Linked DNA regions of Mus musculus: all the other regions are linked to region 1. A link is a contact called in public promoter capture Hi-C data. All regions are on one chromosome and are shown on one strand. The core of a region is the stretch at or near the end of the contact, and the rest is flanking DNA. Distances in the headings are between cores, read along the strand shown. Region 1 holds the start of Hormad1 (HORMA domain containing 1). Region 2 overlaps Rprd2 (regulation of nuclear pre-mRNA domain containing 2). Region 3 holds the start of Ecm1 (extracellular matrix protein 1).

What was found. Promoter capture Hi-C pulls out the DNA fragments that hold promoters and counts their contacts. Capture Hi-C pulls out chosen DNA fragments and counts their contacts.
Region 2: a contact with region 1 is called in a promoter capture Hi-C map of stem cell-derived epiblast-like cells, with 2.8 times the contacts expected there. The contact joins the enhancer-like site here to the promoter of Hormad1 in region 1. A contact is called at or near these places in 17 of 39 promoter capture datasets (the 3T3-L1 cell line, the C10 cell line, the HPC-7 cell line and 11 more), 2 of 484 Hi-C or Micro-C datasets (bone marrow-derived macrophages and nephron progenitors), 2 of 115 datasets of contacts at active chromatin or transcription factors (embryonic stem cells and stem cell-derived neural progenitor cells) and 5 of 9 other capture datasets (adipose tissue, embryonic stem cells, liver and 2 more).
Region 3: a contact with region 1 is called in a promoter capture Hi-C map of liver. The contact joins the promoter of Ecm1 here to the promoter of Hormad1 in region 1. A contact is called at or near these places in 15 of 39 promoter capture datasets (the C10 cell line, the HPC-7 cell line, cranial neural crest and 9 more) and 3 of 9 other capture datasets (adipose tissue, liver and pancreatic islet).

The regions. Positions count from the first base shown.
Region 1 is chr3:95,557,692-95,561,862 of GRCm38.p6, forward strand. Hormad1 (HORMA domain containing 1) reads left to right here and starts at 1,986. Exons shown (of 15, transcript NM_001289532.1): 1 at 1,986-2,041; 2 at 3,537-3,589. The coding sequence starts at 3,554.
Region 2 is chr3:95,783,850-95,788,020 of GRCm38.p6, forward strand. It overlaps Rprd2 (regulation of nuclear pre-mRNA domain containing 2), which reads right to left. Exons shown (of 11, transcript NM_001368178.1): 3 at 3,435-3,535; 4 at 2,471-2,548; 5 at 1,205-1,257; 6 at 365-491. Among named protein-coding and RNA genes, the nearest start is that of Gm26361, 11 kb to the right of the region's middle. Within about 2 kb of position 1,887, at least 5 of the 459 cell types and tissues checked have an H3K27ac peak or open chromatin away from gene starts, as enhancers often do. A contact at or near this core is called in stem cell-derived epiblast-like cells, where this site is marked.
Region 3 is chr3:95,737,707-95,741,877 of GRCm38.p6, forward strand. Ecm1 (extracellular matrix protein 1) reads right to left here and starts at 1,863. Exons shown (of 11, transcript NM_007899.3): 1 at 1,667-1,863; 2 at 533-595; 3 at 306-410; 4 at 102-182; 5 at 1-7. The coding sequence starts at 1,736. Tars2 (threonyl-tRNA synthetase 2, mitochondrial (putative)) reads right to left here. Exons shown (of 18, transcript NM_027931.3): 17 at 3,616-3,730; 18 at 2,268-2,613. The coding sequence ends at 2,465.

The DNA of each region.
Region 1 (4,171 bases), core at 736-3,235:
CCTTTACCCACTGAGCCACTTCAACAGCCTAGGAACTGTGTTTTCTTCCTTCCTTTCTTTTTTTTCTTAGATATTTTCTTCATTTACATTTCAAATACTATCCTGAAAGTCCCCTATACCCCCCCACACACACACCCTGCTCCCCAACCCACCCACTCCTGCTGCCTGACCCTAGCATTTCGCTGTACTGGGGCATATGATCTTTGCAAGACCAGACCAGGGCCTCTCCTCCCATTGATGACCAACTAGGCCATCCTCTGCTACATATGCAACTAGATACATAGTTCTGGGGAGTACTGGTTAGTTCATATTGTTAATCCTCCTACAGGGTTGCAGACCCCTTTAGGTCCTTGGGTACTTTCTCTAGCTTCTTCACTAGGGTCCCTGTGTTCCATCCGATAGATGACTGTGAGCATCCACTTCTGTATTTGCCAGACACTGGCATATCCTCACAAGGGATAGCTATATCAGGGTCCTGTCAGCAAAGTCTTGCTGGCATAGACCGCTTGCAATACCGTCTGGGTTTGGTGGTTGTATATGGGATGGGTCCCCGGGTGGGGCAGTCTCTGGATGGTGGTGTTTTCAAAACACTTGTATGAAGCAGAGCTGAGCCGGACGTGGTGGCTCACACATTTAATCCCAGCACTCGGGAGGCAGAGGCAGGTAGATTTCTGAGTTTGAGGCCAGCCTGGTCTACAAAGTGAGCTCCAGGACAACCAGGGCTATATAGAGAAACCCTGTCTCAAAAAAACAAAAACCAAACCAAACAAACAAACAAACAAGAATATGAAGCAGGGCTGGTGGTCCTTTGGACAGCCTGATGAAGGATCAGCAGTTTGACAACATCTTGGCTTAGCTACCGCCCACAATCTTGAAGGCCAGTACTGAAAATCACCATTTCAAAAATAAAACTTACTTTTGTTTTTAAATGAGACAAATTGCTCTCAAAGCTATCCACTGTCCCCAGGTGTGTGTGTGTGTGTGTGTGTGTGTGTGTGTGTGTGTGTGTGTGTATAATATATATACATGTGATATATATTGCATATATATTATACACACACACACACATCTGTAAGTTTAGTCTGGAGGATGGGAGCAAGAAGTTGGCAGGATGGCCATTCAAGACCAACCTTGGCTATATAGAATAATTCTCAAAAATAAAAATATTAGGGCGGGTGAGAAGGCTCAGCAGGTAAAAGTAATTGCTATCAAACCTGGCAGCTCCGTTAGATCCTGAGACAACCCCCCACCCCATGGTAGAAGAGAGAACCAACTTCAAGTCATTCTTTGACCCCCACTTATGCTGTGGTATGAGCATGTCCAAGTACTGTCCTCTAACCTCCAAATGAATGTAATAAGGCACACACACGCATACTAAAAATTAAAAACTATTTGTTCTTTTGGTTTGAGTTTGTTTTGTTTTGTTTTGTTTTTTTCCCAGAGTCAGGGTTTCTCTGTGTAGCCCTAGCTGTACTGGAACTCACTTTGCAGACCAGACTGGTCTTGACCACAGAAATCTGCCTGCCTCTGCTTCCCGGGTGCTGGGATTAAAGGCATGCACCGCCGCAGTTCAGCTTTGAAATCAATTAAACAGAAATAAAAACCTAAGTAAGCAGACTGGTAGACGACTGATTTCCTCAGAGGCATCGTTAACTGGATGTGGGGACTGTACAGCAACCGGAAAATCTAACAATCATCTAAAAGTGACAAAATCTAAAGCAGAAAACAGCAACACCGGGTGTGGGGACACCGGGGGTCTCTGGGGAGCCAGCTGTGTCGGGCAGGCTTTGTACCTTCAGCGACCTGACCCCGGTCAGGCCTTGGCCTGCTGGGGACGGCGCTGGAGCCTTGCTGCGAGCCTGGCTCCCGGCAGGCCTTGCGCAGCTTTTGGCGGGAATAGTGGTCTGGCCTGAGGTCAAAGGGTGCGCCACGTGCCAGTGACAGTTAAGGCGCATGCGCACTGCGCACGTGCTGACCGGAGCGCCGCACTTCAAGACTCTTGCCTGTCGCTGCCGGACGCTTCCCTCAGGCGGTGCGTAAAGTATGTTTATTTTCGGCTTGGTTCTCTTCATTTTTTATCATCCCTTAGTCACTTTTCTGTGGCCCTTCGCCCTCTCAGGTTCCTTACGGTCCAAACAGCAGACATTTGAGAGACTTTGTGTGCTTGTGTCCGAAGCGGGTCCTGAGGGGGCGACGAGGGCAGCTGGCAGTCGCCATGGGACTAACGGTTTCCAGCCGTGTCAGGTCTCTTATTTTGTGCGGACTTCTACGTGAATTCTCATGTTAACAGACGAAATAGAGACCAGGGTGCAAGGAAATTTAAGTCGGTTTACCAAGATAGTTGGGAACTCAGAGTCAGTCATTAAAAGAATCAGAAGGTGGGTGGAGTGTCGGCCACTGTGCTCTACATAGCGTAAGTCACAGGCCAGCCAGAGCTACATAGTGAGACCTTGTCTCAAAATATAAATTAAGATTTGAGAATAAATGGTGCATGATGGCACTGGGGGGTCGGGGGGAGGCCGAGGGATCAGAAGTTCAAGATGAGGCCGGGTGTAGTGGCTCACTCCTTTAGTCCCAGTACCAGCTAGGCAGGGACAGAGGCGGGTGGGTCTCGGAGGCCAGCCTAATCTACAGAGAGAGTTCCAGGACAGCAGAGCTACGTAGAGAGACCTGCCTTGAAAGAAAGAAAAACAAAGTCGAAATTCATTCTTGGCTACATGAGAAAAGAAATTTAAAAAAAAAAATAGTATTGTCTGCTGACCTTAAAAATGTTTTCGATACATATCAGGGAGGGGAATATATGTGAACATGCCATGGCATGTGTAGAAGTCAGAGGACAGCTTATGGGAATCAATTTGCTCCTTCTGCCTGCCATGTTGTTTCTACCAGCTAAGATCATCAGCCCAGAGGCAAGCTCCTTTACCAGCTCAACCATCTTGTGCCCTCCTGGCTTTCCCATTTATAGTTTCAGAGCAACAATGCATACTGAGCCTGATAAAGGAGTCATCTGATTTGACTTTTTTGATATAATTATTTTTAAATTATCAGGCACCATCCCCACCCCCAAAATACAAAAAAACAGAAAAGCAAAAAAGGTCTCAGACAGTCTTGCCTGGACTACAACTTTCTAACCAGCTAAGGATAAACTTGAAATACTGATCCTCTTGCCTGAGCATCTTAAATGTTAGGATTATAGGCATGTACCACACCCTGGAGCAATACATTGACCTCTTTTTTTTTTTTTTTTTTTTTTTTTTTTTGAGACAGGCTTTCTCTGTGTAGCCCCGCTGTCCTAGAACTCCCTCTGTAGACCAGGCTGGCTTCGAACTCATAGAGATCTACCTGCCTCTGCCTTCCTAGTGCCGGGATTAAAGGCATGTTCCACCACTGTCTGGCTACATTGACTTTTAAAGATTGAATTTTAAGTAAAATTCTGAAATTTATTAAGATAAAAATCCCATATGTAATAAGATAAAATTTTAGAGATAAAAATTAAATCTGAAATTAAAATTTATATTTGTGTTACATGTTTGAAGAAAATATTTCTTGGAAGATGGCCACTATGCAGTTGCAGAGGACAGCTTCCCTGGTATGATTTCTTATGACTTAATATGTATTAATTTAACTGAGTTTCTTATTTCTTGAAGTTGTAAATATTTTATTGTTTATAAGAGTCAAGTATTTTGATGCTTTAATTGTATTAGGACATTCTTTAAGGAAATAAGTAATGTAGAATTCTTTTGAGCGTTTAGTATAGTACCATAAGTTGTTCATTCAGTGGCATCTCCTTCGTTGGAGCTCTCACCAGCCAAATGTGACAGTTGTAAAGTGCAAGTAAGGTTGAGTCCTGCTTGTTTTCACTCAGCAATCCAAGTATGAACCCAGTGATTGTGTTTTGTTCTAGGGGGTTCTTTTCCTAATAATGGTTTTTAGCTGCTGTTCGTGAAGAGAGTGAATACTTAGAATTGTGCCACTAAGGAGAGGAAATTCTATCTAAGAGACTGTTCTTCTCTTTATTATTGTTGTTGTTATTATTTATTATTATTTTAGATAGCATCTCACTCTGAAGCCCTGGTTGGACTGGAACTTTGTATGTAGACCAGGCTCTCCTCGCAGAGATCCACCTGCCTCTGCCTTCTGAGCATTGGAATTACAAGCATTTGCTGCCACC
Region 2 (4,171 bases), core at 637-3,136, 230 kb after region 1:
CCTCTTCTGGAGTGTGCTGAAGACAGCTACAGTGTACTTACATATAATAAAAAAATAAATAAATCTTTAAAAAAAAAAAAAGATAAATCTCAAAATCCACAAAAAACAAAACCAAATTCCTATCTCTCCCCAGGGAAATTTATTGAATGATTTATAAGCTTTATACAAGTCAAACTGCTACCTGGGAAATCAGTGGAATCAAGGGTTCTGAAAATTGTTTCACCCTACCTCTCTTTAAACACTGTGGGTGATTCATTCCAGAAACACATCGAAAATTCTCTTTATGGGACAAACTAGTCTGATTACACAAAAATCAAAGAAAGGAAACACTGAGCTATTTTTCTTGAAAAGATGTGTGTGTTACCTTTTAAACACTTGAGAGTTTCTGTGCTGCAGACATCCACTCTCATAGTTGACAACTGTTTCTCCTTCAGTTCTATCTGATCTTCTGATCGTTTGTACATCAGCAACTCTTCAATGAGGGCCTGAGACTGAACACAAACCACAGTCAAACTCCATTCATAGGATTACATATTCTCCCCCCCTGGATACATCAGACTAATGACTAGCAAAGCCTTTAAGGGGAAAACAGAAATTGATCTTTAATTCTCATGTCAAACCATACTCTTAGCTATACACTTTTAGGTTCTGGAAGATAGGATCTTACTACATAACCCTGAAACTTGCTCCATAGACCAGGCTGGTCTCAAATGTGTTCCTGCCTCCTGAGTGACAGCATAAGCCTTTCACCACCACAATCAACAAGTTATATACTTTTTTCATCTATGCAGCACATGGGTGCCATAGTGTATGTGTAGAGGTCTGCTGACAACTCCTGCAGGAATCAACTCTCTCCTTTCATGTGTGTTTCAGGAAGCAAATTCAGGTTAGCAGGTTGGTGGCCCTCCCCAGTCCCTAATTATTCAAACTAATTTACAGATATAAGATTAACACTGTAATAAATCCTAACACCCTCCTGACATTTAAAAAGGAGGCTTCCAGATATCAGAACTGCGCACAGAGCGAAGCCAGCAGCAGAGGTGCTGCCAGGCTGTCTCTCCATTAGGAAAGTGGGTAAACTCTAGGCCAACTATTTCTGTTCTGGATTCCCAATGTACACCAGAGCAGAAATGAGTGTAACAGGGACCTGGCTTCAGAGGTGAGTAAATCATCTTTGGCATACTTAGCATATTCTGTAACTTACTCGAAACTCAGCAACAATCTTAGATTTGAGAGCAGCTTTTGGATTCGTGGATGCTGTTGAATGAAATTAAAATTCATTAAGAATACAGCACAAGGACTTAAGCAAATCCAGGAGAACTGAAATGTAGAGTGAAGGGTATACTCTGCAAACATACAGCAGCCATGCATACATAGTCATAATAAAATCCTGCAGGAAATTAACTATGAAATCTAACACTCCTAAATATGGCCAGTAGAAAAATAAACTACTTAGATAAGTCTAACCAACTTACCTCCAACGGACTGAGACCGAGGTAGGTACATGAAGCACCTTCTCCTAGTCTCATCAAGGGTAAGGAAATCTCAGTATCTCAGTGTAAGAGTGTTCAGGAACAAGGCAGCCAATTAATCCTGAGTACTGGCTGGAGAAGATCCTCTACAAATACCAATTCCCATCTGGTTCAATTTGGATTATATTTTAGCTGACTCAGTTCATAGCAACAAAGGTCTAAACGCATTATCACTGTGATTGAACTTTGGCCAAACTGATGGGTCCTGTTGTTCCTAAGCATGCAATGTATGACAAAAGGATGCCAGAGGACTCCCTTAACCATGGTGAGAATCACATGCTTGACGGAGCAAACATCCCAACTCTCTTGTGTCACCTCCCAATTCTCCACTGTCTTTCACCTTCATCCCTCCAAACCTTCCAGTTTCTCCACATTCCTCAGTTTGCCCACAACAGTCTATCGCATGCAGCATTCCGCTCCCTTGATATCATGCTGGGCAAATGGGACAAACACAACAGGAGCTCCAGATAGAGAATGTTTCTGGCCAAAATTGGAGGCCCATGTCTAATGTGGTAGTGTCCCCAAATCTGCAGGCTTTCATGGCTCCCAGAGAAACGCTTCTTAATGCCTAGTCTCCTCTTCCGCTCTGTGGTGCAATGCCAGCTGCCTCTAATTTCACAAATCTTTGAATGTGGGAATTGCCTGGGTACTAGGAAGTATTTTTTTTTCTTCTTTCAATACCCCAACTACTCCTGGATCTTCACTCAATTAAACCCTTTTCTGTATTTCCTTTAATAGTAGTTTTTTTTTTTTTTTTTTTTTAAAAAAAGAAGTAACTTCATGCTGGCTTGATTAGTCTAAGTCACTGGGAGCCTCCCAGGCCTGGGAAACACAAGCTTGCCCATGGTTTAGGCCAGGTACGATGTCAAATGGTCTACATTTTCTTCTGCTCCAAAAGGAGGAGGTAATTTTATGTTAGTTGAGATTTTGTTCCTTACTTTGTGATTTCTTCCACTGCTTATTCGGTTGTTTGTTCAGATTTTCTTTCAGCTGCTTCTGAGTTTTGAAAGTGGTACCTGGAAAACATTGCAGTTTTTGCAGTCTGGCATTATGGGAAGCTGCTCTGTCCACTTCAGTGCCAAAGTTGTAGCATGAAAAAATGCAATCCGTGACTCTGTAGTTTCTTTCATTTCTTTTCTTTCAGTTTTATAAAAACAAAAAACAAAACCAGAAAACACCCACCAAATCTAAGAAGCTATTAAATAAATATAAAAAATATAATTAATGAAACCTCCAACTCTGAAAAAAAAAAGGTCATATTCTAAAAATAAGTTACTTTTGAATAGAACACAAATTCATATGAAGGATTTAACAGCTTCTTAGAAGGTGTGCTTTTAAAACCAAATTCCTGGTGATGGCTTGATAATGGTCACAGTAACAATTATTATCAACTTCTATTTGGTGATTTAATTACTTAAATCTTATATGTAAGAACTAATTTACTTCCACACATACAAACACACATGCACACAAACCCAAGAATAGATATATAACTTACTGCAACTCTAAGTCAAATGGAGATTAGAGTCTACTCAAGCATGCTCACCATCAACTTAAAAGCTATGAAAATATGCCCAATCTTTCTCCAACAGTAAGCAGACAGAGCAGAATTTATTACACATAACCAATGAATACTTTGAAATACTTAACGAAAGCAAATACAGGAAGAGCCAGATGGGCATCCTCACTTAACATGTTTGCTTTAGCCAGCAGAGACAAAGATCCAACTCCCTGCACCATCCAGTTCTATTTTGAGTGCAAACATTCATACATTTATGTATTCAATTCTAAACAAGTCAATGCAGATTCTTCCACTCCCTTTAGTGTTATACAACAGAAAGGTCTATAAGTATAGACAGAACTGTAAAGACTGACTTAAATTCTTTTAGGAAAGGAACTTACTTAAAGCTTCTCTCAATGCCACAATCATGTCTTCTGGGTACACATTTCGATCTTCCCAGATTTTAAAGATTCGTTCTATAGACTTAGAGACGGATGGATCCCTGGAAGAAAAGCAAAATGTAAAAATGTTGACTTATGGGCTGGGTATGGTAGCACAAGCCTTTGTTTAATCCCAGCACATGGGAGGCAGAGGCAGGTGGATCTCTGTGAGTTCAGTATGGTCTACAAAGCAAATTCCAGGATAGCCAGGACTGATACAAAGACTCAGAAATCAAACACAACACAAAAAGTTGACTTATCCTCAAACTAGAGATTTGTTACATACTCAACAACTTACTATCACCCAAATTTCTTCTGTGTTACATATATTTTTAGTTATGAAAAACGATCTATTTATTTACTTTATGTGTTTTGTCTGCACACATACACACATTGTCACGTATGTGTCCAGTACCCAAGGAGGTCAGAAGAGGGTGATGGATGTCCCAGAACTGGGACTAGGGAAGGTTTTGAGTGTCCTATGGGCACTGGGAACCAAACCTGGGTCCTCTGGAAGATCAGCAAGTACTGAGCCAACTCTCTCGCTTTGTATAGATCTTTAAATAATTTTTCATGCATTATTTATAAGGAAAATGTCCTTATTTAATACTTTTATCAAAGACAAAAATAAGGCTACAGATATATAATAAACTTTGTGATGCTTATGAAATTCAAAGGTCTAGTCAATGGACACCATA
Region 3 (4,171 bases), core at 613-3,112, 180 kb after region 1:
GGACCAGCTGCAAGATGGGGGAGGGCACAAGGGAGGGAGGTCAGGCTAGTGTCAGCATCACAGTGGGGTGGGCGGGGGTTGGGGGGCAGGGAAGCACTCACCTTTATCTACATTAGGGTTTAGGAAAGTGGGCCAGTCTTCCTCGTACACAGGGATGTCTTCTGGAGAGGAAGGGGGCTGCACTACAGAACAGGCAGTTGTGAGGCAGACAGTGGGGTGGGGGGGTCCCTCCCTTCCTGAGGAGCAGGAAGTACACTAGATTAGAGGTCTCAACGGGAACTGAGAGGGCTTTGGGGCAGCCTCACCTTCTCTTTGTTCCTCAAAGAGGGGAGGGTCATGCAGAGAAGTTACAGAGTGGTCAACTCGGAGTCTCCGGGTTTGTGGTGGGGAAGGGGGTGCTGCATAACCTACTAGAGGCAAGAGGGGAGACACTCAGAGCCTCCCAATTGCATGCTTGTTCCCCACAAATTCTACAGCCATGCTGTCCTGAGCACCCGTCTTCATCCGATCTGGTTAGTTCTGAGGCTCTCACCTTCATGGAGGTGCTGGAAGAGGCGCTCTGGCGTCATCTCTCGCTGGTCTGAAGCCTTGAAGGCTAGAGGAAGGAAAGACAAAAGTCAGGCAGTTTTGAGGCGTCCTTTCCTGGTCCTGGACAGAGGATGGGGAGGCTGTGGAGGCCGAGACTGTGGAAAGCCCGCTGTGGGGGAGCCACCTGTCACACACCTCCCCTCTGAGTGGCTGGGTTCTGAGTTGGGGTCTAAAAGAATGTGGCTGGGAATGGAGGTCTGATTTCCTGTCAGTATCTCCCTTGGATGGGGCTTGTGGCTGCCGTCCCCTCCAATGCGCTGATGTTCCAGGATCCACCTCTCTTCAAACTTCTTCCTATAGGCCTTTAAAAATACTTTTGGCCTTTGGGTGGGACGGTTAGCCAAATGTTTAAGTGCCTTCCCCTTCAATCTCAGCTTATTTTAGGTTTCTTAAACAAGAAAAATATTATTTGTGTATGTGTGGAGGGGGCCAGTGTGTCACCGTGGTGATGTGTATAGGTCAGAGGACAACTTGTGGGAGTCATTTCTCCCCTTCCATGTGGGTTACTGGGACGGAATACAGGTCACCAGGCTGGCAAAGCACCTTCACATCTGGAGCTGAACCGAAGGCACAAACCTAGGAACCAGGACAGCAGCGAGGTGGAGCTGTCTCAGACACGGCTATCTATAGAAGGATCTAAGTCTCTGTCCTGTCCAGAGTTGGTATTTCCTTTTGTTCAGACTTCAAAGCAGTGCGTGTGTGTAATAGGGGGTGAATGTGGGTGAACTCTAACTCGTCCTCTGACCAGAGTGAGCCAGTCTAGGCTCCCTGGCTCGGTAGGCTGAGTTTTAGCAGCCCGAGGGCTTCTTTTCCTCCTCACCTGCCTCCTCGTCCCTCCTCACGTGTTCTGACAGGAGGATCCTCACCCTGTAAACTCACCTGTCTTGTGTCTATTTGACTCTAATTTTTGTGTTTCTTAGCAACTACCTCTAGCTATTCTGCTCCTGTTCCAGCCTCCATGGTTAAAGGTTCAGCCCCACTTCACAGTGACATGTTCATATAAAGGAAGCCAATCACCCAACTGCTGAGCTCTTTGGAGCCAGACTCTTAAGCAACTGCTGACCCCACCCCGACTCACCTCCCTCAGAGGCAGCAGAAGCAAGAGCCAAGCAGGCCAAGATCAAGGCTGCTCTGGATACGGTCCCCATCCTGGGGCAAGAACTGGTCACTGGTCACCCAGAAGCTGGTTGTCACAGGCAGATCTAGACTTGAAGGGGTTGGGCCACTTGCTGCAAGCCTGCTCCCCTGGCTGTTGCTACTGCCGTTGTGAACTTCAAGGCCTGCTGTCTGTCTCTCTTTATATGCTATCTCCCGCCCCCCTGTTTCCTGCCATGACTCAGTCCCTGCTGCTCCTCCTCTTACAGCCACTCCTCCCAGACTCCTGGAGCCTCCTTAGCCTGGGAAGAATGGAGGTGATGGAAGGGAGCACTCCTGGATCCCCTCCAAACTGATGCAGAGGATCATGGAGCAAGTTGTCATCTGGACCCTTAATTTGTGCCTCAGTTTCCCATCTGCATACTGTCCTTTATAAAGAATGGATCTGACACTCTCCTGAGTGGGAGTGGGAGGAGAATGGCTGCCTGAGGCAGTGCCCTTGCTGGTCAGAGGCCTCAGTATCCCTTTGCCTCAGGTCTGGGAAAGAGGGAGTAAAGCATTCGGACTCAGATGAAGGCACAGCCTTGGCTTCAAGTATATTTTTATTCTCCTTCTATCCAGTCAGTACAGCATTCCTTTCTGTGGGGAGCCCCCACACCATGTCTATTTTCAGAGAGCAGTTCTGAGGCCTCGGGGACATGCGGGGCTGCCAGCTGGGTTACTGTCCCGTGGAAAGGGACGGACGGCTCTCATGAGTCTGTACATCACCAATGGACATGACTCAGAACACTTCTTCTGCATTGGGGACCCTGGCGTTCTGTAACTCCAGCAGTCTCTGCACGGACTCGGCCAGGTCTCGCTCCCCGAGCTGCCGGTTATCTCGCGTGCGTACGTTCACTGTCCTTTGACTCTGCTCTCTCTGGCCAACCACTGCAGGAAGAGGAAAGATTTGCAAACCCAAGCAAAAGTCACCCTATGGGTTGTTTCCTTTTGCTTTGCAGAAACTTCAAACTCCTGAATCTTTAGGAAAGGTAGGAGCAGAGCCTAGCCGTGGCTGAAGCCCATGCTTAGCTCGCCTGCCCTGCTGCTGACTGTCCACTCTGATGAGATAAGGAAGTGGGCCGGGCTTTACTCCCCTCTCCCTGCAGGTCAGGAGCCCAGGGCTGGGAGATACAGAGTCAGTTAGACAGAGACAAACATGGAGAGCTACACAAAAAGAAAAACTGTATGTGTGTGACCTGGGGGGAGGGGTACGGTACAGGAAGGGGAAACAGCAGGGCGGGGCTTGCTCTCAGTGCTGCCAAGGCAACGGGCATGCGTGATGCCCCAGTCAGGCGGTCTGGCTAGGAGTTTCTGCTTCTTGCTTCCAGAGGCCCAAGAGTCAGGAGCAACTTCCTTCCCTAAGACCTTTCTTGTCCCCTAGAGCTGCCTCCACCCACACAACAATAAACAAGGCAATTAATTAATGCCTTTATTGGTTTTGGTGCTGGGACCTAACTCATTGGAGGCCAGTGCTCCACCACAGAGCACTACAGCTTCTGGTTCACTGATAATCTTGCTACATACAGCCCACAGTGGCCTCACATGTTTGCCCTCCCTCCTGTACCTGCCAAATCCTGGGATTACAGGTGTGCCTACCATGCCTGGCTTCAACTGATGCCTTCTTAATCCTCTCCTGTCCCTTCCTCTTTGATGCTGGCCTGGTTAATTAACTTACAGAAACAGCCTAGGGTAGGGTTAATGAGAAGACAACTGTTCTGAGGGATGGAATAGGTTGTGGGAAGGAGCAATGGAAGGCAGGCAGATTAGTCAGGCTCCTACCCAGCCCAGGTAATGAGTCCCAATTAATTCAATGTACACAGAGCTAAACAATAGAGTTAGTACAGAGAATGCAGAGCTTGGGGCTCTGAGGTCTACGACTAACCCTCTTACCAAACTGAAAGTTGTAGTGGGCAAGCTGGGCCCGGCGGACTCTCCGGCTGAGGGTCAGTCCAGAGTCTGCATCGAGATCACTCACAAGTCCTGCAGCCTGCAGGCACTGTTGCACCTGGGATACAGATTTGGTGATGAGTAAATCTGAATGGAAGCTGAGCTATGATGGTTGGTTACTATTCTTCCTCGGATACTTGTCTCACATCCCCACTTCCTCCAATGCTCTCAGGAGCTGGCTAACTGCCTCTTCTCTGAGATACTGAGGCCTCCTTCCCATCCCTGACCTAAAACCTTTGTGTGCTTCTCACAGAAAATGAAGCCTCAATTATTCTTTGGGCTCTGTCGGTTGTTAGGCACCCATCTCCCAACCAGCTGTTCAACTCTCGTCCGTCCATAGTTTCTCCATAAAGAACCTCATGCGGCTCAGGCTGTGGACCTGTGCACAGCATGACCTTTCCTGATGCTCCTCCTGCCAAGTGCTAGGACTGCAGGCTCCTGTGGTGCTGCAGACTGAGCGCACTGCCTTCTGCACACTAGGTAAATATGCTACCAACTG